2 separate regions of the Mus musculus genome follow, and region 1 is linked to region 2. A link is a contact called in public HiChIP or PLAC-seq data. All regions are on one chromosome and are shown on one strand. Each heading gives the region's core, a stretch centred on a gene start, on an enhancer-like site or on the middle of the called end of the contact. The rest is flanking DNA. Distances are from core to core; before and after follow the strand shown. Region 1 overlaps Fancc (Fanconi anemia, complementation group C). Region 2 overlaps Aopep (aminopeptidase O).

Region 1 (3,223 bases), core at 552-3,051, 130 kb after region 2:
TCAGGCCAAGGCACGAATATGTTCAACCACTCTCACTTGTTCTTGCCTCAGAAACAGCATCTCATCCACTGAGGGAGCTTCACCGCAGGTGCCCACATTCTGTACTACCTGCTAGACCTGGGCTTGCAGCTCCTTTAGGAGGTCTCTGGCCAGTTTTCTCGAGGCTTCAACACAAAGATGTTGTGATCTGTACAAGGTCTGGTCAAGAAAACCAATAATCTCATGGATTACAGCATCCGTGTGGGCCATCTGCAGGAAGGGAAGAAAGGGAAGGTGGGGATACTGCCCACTACACTCAGCAGAAGGCTTCAGGGAAAGCACGGGTCACTTCTGCCTTGTTTACAAGGTCAATGTCAAATCATGCCTATCTGCAGGGGCCCCTTCCTGATGACCAGCCTCCCCCACAAGGCCCCAGAGCCACATACAAGCACTGTGGAGGCAGCAAGGTCTTCCCAGCACAGTGTCACAGCTTTGGGGTTATGTGCTGTGAGGAGCAAGGCAGCATCTGTGACTTGACTTTCTCTGCAAAGATTTCACACGAGCAGCCTTAAGCTTACATTCCTGGACTATCCACTTCCAGGGCAGCAGGCAGGGTGGTTAGTAATTTAACTTTCATCAGCCTTGGGACAGTTTTGCTTGTTGGCATCAGTACTTTTTTTCCCAAGAACCTCAGTTGAGATGACGGGGAGATTGAGACTGGTGTATATGATCTGCACATGTGCAGGACACTAACTGTGGAGGAAGACACACACTGGTTGTGTGTTGTGCACACAGAGCCTGCAGATTTAGTCCCAGCTCAGCTTCCTCTTGTCTCACCAGGCTTCTCTCTAGAGTGACCAGTGACCTTAGATTTGCCATGACTGTGACTTTGAGCTTTTGCTGGCCCATGGCCCAGGCAACCCTTCACTCCTGGCCTTCCAATCTCTGACTACCAGTAAAGTGAAACACAGATTGGGAGAGCTGCAATCACAATATTGCACACTGTAGTCATGCTGCTGAAGGTAATGGGGCTTGAGATGGCCTGGCAGCTTCTGCAGGCTCTGGGCATCTGACCCAGATGCATGGCGCTAGTGACCTTAGACCCAGACCCTGTCCTTCCTAAGTACCTTAAAGACTTCATGTATGTCTAGACCCTGTGTGCACAGACTGCTGCCCAGTCAAGGGCAGGTAGGCAGTCGCTACACAGCCTAACCTCAAATCTTTCCCAGGCCTGGGCTGTTGCAGTATGTGCAAGAGTCGAACCACAGTAAATGCAGAGCCCTCAGAGCTGATCTCACACTGCCGTCAACCTGATAGGAAGGACGTGGAACAGAGGATGAGGAGACTCACAAAAGTGCAGGGAGGGCAGGCAGGGTGGAGCAGGCTCCAGACACAAACTGGTGCTCTGCACCCAGCCTAGCCCCAGTGAGGAAGCAAGCATGTGGGCGGCAAGCGGGCAGAGAGGAAAAGGCCAGAGCAGGTGGTTACTGAGGACTATGGCAACTCAGAAAGCTAAAGCCAGAAAGAACCGCTCATGAGAGAACCAGCCGCCAACATCCCCCATCCCCCAGGCTCACACTGGGGAGTGCTAGGGTGGCAGGAGGTCCTAAGGAAGTGGGCTGCTGCCCACTCCAGTGCCCATCCAGATCTCCAAAGCTTGCTGCCGAGAGAGGCCAGACTACATTCTTGGAAGTGGCTCTATGCTAGCTCAGCGTTTACAGTCATGATCTGCCCTAAGGCCATGGTCCTCGGGTGGTGACACCCACAACTGCTCTTTCAGAAGTGCCTTTTTGCAAAAGGCTAAGCTGCATGTAGATAGATAACTTTCGCCATTGGCTGGGCGGGGGGCCAAAAGCCCAGCTACCTGAAGCCTGGGGCAAGCCTCCTCAAAAGGAAGGCTGTGTGTTAATGACAGTTTTCAGTATCTACAAGGACAGCACCTGGCAGTCTGATACAGGCCTAGATAGAGCACTCCTTGGAGGAAGCAGTGTGTGGCTTCCTCTGTACTCTAGGCAATTGATAGACTGAACCCTGTAACTGTGAGCTAGAATAAATCTCCTCCCCTGTTGCTTTTCTCAGGGTCCTTTTTCACATCAACACTACAGGAAATCCAAGAACCCGCACAAAGCCACTGTCCATGTAACATTAGCTGTTCACGCTGACTCCCGCCTAGGAAGAAGCTGACAGGCAGAGCTGCTGCAGCAGGCCTGGCAGAGAACTTGGGTGGCTGGTAAGCCCAAGGCATGTGGCTGAGATGTTTCCTGCTGATAATTCTGTTGTGTCCACATTGTGAACTGATCCCCAGTCAATCTCATTAACACACCTGTGACTGTGTACGCTATGTATGCAGAACCTTTAAGGTGTAACTGAGGAACTTTCAGGTGGAATTACTGAGTCAGGATCTACTCATAATACTTTGCAATATTTTGTCCAACATCCCCTGTACCCAACATGGCAGATGAAGGTATGATGAGGCAACATTTGTCTTGGTGACTGTCCCTCAGTGCCATGTTCTGCTTTACCATGTTGTTGAAGGCATGTGTTTTAGGACTGGACCATGCTCAGTAGATTTTTGAATATATTCTTTTTTTTTGGGGGGGGGGGTTGAGACAGGGTTTCTCTGTATAGCCCTGGCTGTCCTGGAACTCACTTTGTAGACCAGGCTGGCCTCGAACTCAGAAATCCGCCTGCCTCTGCCTCCCAAGTGCTGGGATTAAAGGTGTGCGCCACCACGCCTGGCTTCTGAATATATTCTTATGCTGGGCCAGCCCTAATGCAGGACAGGCACAGGAGGTCAGAGCTCTGACACAGAGGGTTCTTGGCAGGGACACATCTGCCTCCTGATCTTCCTTCCTAGAGTTCACATTTAGACCAACACCAGGTGGGGCTCTGGGAATAGCCCAGCCCCTTCTTGAGTAGAGTTGCTGGCTGCATGAATTCTATTTTTTACTTTGTATGTAGAACTTCATCAAGATACATATTTTTATAAAGTTAATAATTTTTTAAAATTTGAAAATATAACTCCTATGGTTGGCAATGTTATGGTTCACCTTTTTGGTTTCTCTTGAGAGAGTATTTCATGGAGCTGAGGCTGGCCTCTAACTCACATGTGGCCAAGGATGGCCCTGAACTTCTGATCCTCCTACTGCATCTCAAGTGCTGGGATTCCTATACCACCTACATTACCAACACTGTCCAGCCATTACCGCACCTATCTCCAGACACTGCCCATCCACCCATTCCC
Region 2 (2,887 bases), core at 366-2,865:
ACCCACAGATATCTGCCTGCCTCTGCCTCCCCAGTGCTGGGAGTAAAGATGTGAGACGCCTGACAGTTGGTCCTTTATAAAGTTTCACTCCTTTGCTTTCTACCCAGCTCATCAAAATGTGTTCACTCCTTTGAGTTTGCACCTTTCTGCCAGCTGTTCTTTCTTGCCTGGTTTAGCAGGTGACCTCTCCTTCATGTGTTGCTCATGATCCTCTGAACACACCTCCTTCTGCCCCAAGTCATCTTAGCAATTGCCCTTGTCAGCAGCACTAGGGTGATAGATACTCCACTGGCTGCATCTAATGCAGGCAAATGGTCCTGCTAGGAAACTCCTCCAAGTAAACTCGCTAGACTCGCAGTTAAATCTATTTGATAAGCTTAGAGTCTCCCACACAATATTAGTTCAAGTGTCCACAGCGTTTGCCCTGTTCACTTTATTGACGCTGCAAGTGCTAGCTGGCAGCAAGTCTTTGTTCCTTTTGGCCATTTTATACACAAAGGTGTTGCAAAAACCAAATAGTCCATCCTCACCTCTGAGTTCCGTGCATTCTTCCCAGAGTGCTGTGAGCTGTGGGTGAAGGGTGGGTGCAACTTCCTGCAGCTCTAAGCAGCACTGGGATTTCACTGCTCCTTTTTGTGAGATGATGATAATGAGGTATCAGAGAACAGCTTAAAGACAAAGGCTGCAAAGACTTAAGGCTTCATTTGTATGCAGTGGGGTGTGTGTGTGTGTGTGAGTATAGTGTGCACTGTGTTGGTATGTTAGCAAGCGTGAAAGCACTTGTCTACATGCATCCTCTGGAGTGTCTTCTCTGACCTCTCTGTACCTTATGCGCTGAGGCAGGATCTCCTCGTTCTGGCTGATCTATCCAGCATTCTCCCCATCTCCACTTTCCACCTGGCACTTCTGTTGGTACTAGGGTTCATCCATGCTTGTACTGAGCTGTCTTAGCAGCCACCATCTCTTGATTTTGCTGATGAGGGAACTCTGCTTCATGGGGCTGCACATGGCACACCCACCCAGTGTTCACAGCCAAGTGTTTAGCCAGCATGCACTTTGCCTGTTAGTCTTCAAGGTGCCTATGGATTTCAGATGGAACTTAGAGGCAGTTTCTACTTAAGAGTTTCACTTCCTCAGAGTTAGGGTGTAAATGAAGCTCTGCTCCTTGTTGGGGTGGCTACCTTTGACAAGTAGCATATAGTGGCAGTTGGCAGCTGGCATCCACAAGCACAAGAGGGATGCTGGCAGATAATCTGTGTGAGCTGGGCAGGTCAGACAGAACCAAACACCTAAGTGACTAAGCACCTCACAGAGGCCGTTCTCTTAATTTTACCCCTGATCATAGCTGAGAAGGACCAGCCCTTTCTTAAGGCTCCCCTTTCCAAATGGAATCCCTATGCGTCAGATACAACCATCACTCAGAAAGTATTCAGATAGCTTCTGTGAGTGTGCAGGAGAGGCAGGGTAGAGTCGAGGAAGGTCGTGTTCACCTCGGTTGTTGTATTTGGTGCCAGGTACAACAGAAACCAAGAGCATATGAGCCCAGACGACCTTGGTAACTTGATCACCCACATTCCATGCATGTCAGGAGAGGGGTAAACTGGAGCCTGCTAGCTGCAGCATGACTAACACTTTGCTTTTACACCGTGGTTTTAGTTATATGAACTTCATCATAGGCTGTGCAGTGAGGAAAGAAAGCTTCTAAGAAGGAAAGAGAGTCTCTGACTCACTCCTGAGGATTTTGCGGAGCTATGTAAGGGCCTTCCTCTCGAGGAAGCCCTGGAGTATATGATCTTTTCTACCCACCCCTGTTCTTCAGCTCCTAATAGGCATCCTCACAACTCCTTCCTCATCAGGTTCTTGTAAGGGAGGCGGGGTGCTGAAGAGGACTCATAGTTCACAGCACAGAGGCCCTGGTCTTCCCCAGGCCACGTTGCTGTTAGTGCTACCCCAGCTTTCCATCCGCCATGTGTGCACCTGGGTATGGATAATGGACTGTAAAGGAAAGTTGACCTCAACACATGGTGTATATGTTTCTTACACAGGAAGCAGGCAGAAGGCAGGCAGTCTGGGCTAACGTGGGGCTCAGTTTATGCCAGAGAGAAGGTTTACCGTGGGTTTATCCCCTCTGCTCTCTGGGTACACTGACTCACTACCTTATGGTTGCAGAGTGGCTGCTACAGCGTCCTCTGTCATCTAGAGGTTGAGGGTGAGTGGACAGAAGAAGTATAGTAGTAAGCAGTTGTCTGCAGTGAGAGAAGCAAAAGTTTCTCCAAGCCCAACCTCCACTTCCTCTACTGCCCCCCCCCCTTGTATTTGTTTCCAGTCCTTTGTGGCACAAAAGTTGTAAACTCCATTTTGCTACCCATGTGTCCACTGATCTGAGGGAAAAGTGGATACTGTTTTATTTGCATGTTTTCTTAACTTTTAAAAAGTTTCCTTTTTGGGATTTCATTTATCTGATTGGGTTCTCTTGAGAGAAAAATCTCACTTTGTAGCTCTGCCTAGCTGCATATTGTCTCTTCCTGCTCCAACCTCTAAGATACTGGGACTTTAGCCATTCATTAGAATGCTCAGCTTTTCCTTAACATTTTAAGTTAAAATAAAACATGTGCAGTAAAATGCACACATCGTTGCTAGATTGCTCCAGGGAGTCATACTACTCATTCACCCTCTGCAAGGAGTCTGCTCTTCCCATCTGTAGCTAGAGGCCAGTGTTGCTGGGTTCTGGGATTCCAGAAGTAGAAGTGGGAAGGTTCATCTATATGTGCACCTGGTGGGTGTGAGAGCTTCCTCTGTGTGACTGTGAGAGGCAGGCTAGACTTGGTTCCTGCCTTTTCTGTATCGTGTCTCTGCATAGAGCTGGCACCATGACATGTGGCGGTAT

Evidence for each region. HiChIP or PLAC-seq counts read pairs in DNA pulled down with a chosen protein or histone mark.
Region 1: an H3K27ac HiChIP or PLAC-seq map of large pre-B cells shows a contact between it and region 2, with 2.2 times the contacts expected there. The contact joins two enhancer-like sites. A contact is called at or near these places in 4 of 39 promoter capture datasets (the C10 cell line, cranial neural crest, embryonic stem cells and 1 more), 1 of 15 datasets of contacts at CTCF or cohesin (the NIH/3T3 cell line), 5 of 484 Hi-C or Micro-C datasets (Sertoli cells, bone marrow-derived macrophages, cortical neurons and 2 more), 5 of 115 datasets of contacts at active chromatin or transcription factors (T-cell acute lymphoblastic leukemia, craniofacial prominence, embryonic stem cells and 2 more) and 3 of 9 other capture datasets (adipose tissue, liver and pancreatic islet).

The regions. Positions count from the first base shown.
Region 1 is chr13:63,312,555-63,315,777 of GRCm38.p6, forward strand. It overlaps Fancc (Fanconi anemia, complementation group C), which reads right to left. Exons shown (of 15, transcript NM_007985.3): 15 at 1-249. The coding sequence ends at 112. It also overlaps a transcript of Aopep not described here. Among named protein-coding and RNA genes, the nearest start is that of Mir3074-1, 13 kb to the left of the region's middle. Within about 2 kb of position 1,802, at least 39 of the 459 cell types and tissues checked have an H3K27ac peak or open chromatin away from gene starts, as enhancers often do. A contact at or near this core is called in T-cell acute lymphoblastic leukemia, where this site is marked.
Region 2 is chr13:63,185,691-63,188,577 of GRCm38.p6, forward strand. The region is part of intron 7 of Aopep (aminopeptidase O); the gene reads left to right. Among named protein-coding and RNA genes, the nearest start is that of Gm30409, 55 kb to the left of the region's middle. Within about 2 kb of position 1,616, at least 153 of the 459 cell types and tissues checked have an H3K27ac peak or open chromatin away from gene starts, as enhancers often do. A contact at or near this core is called in T-cell acute lymphoblastic leukemia, where this site is marked.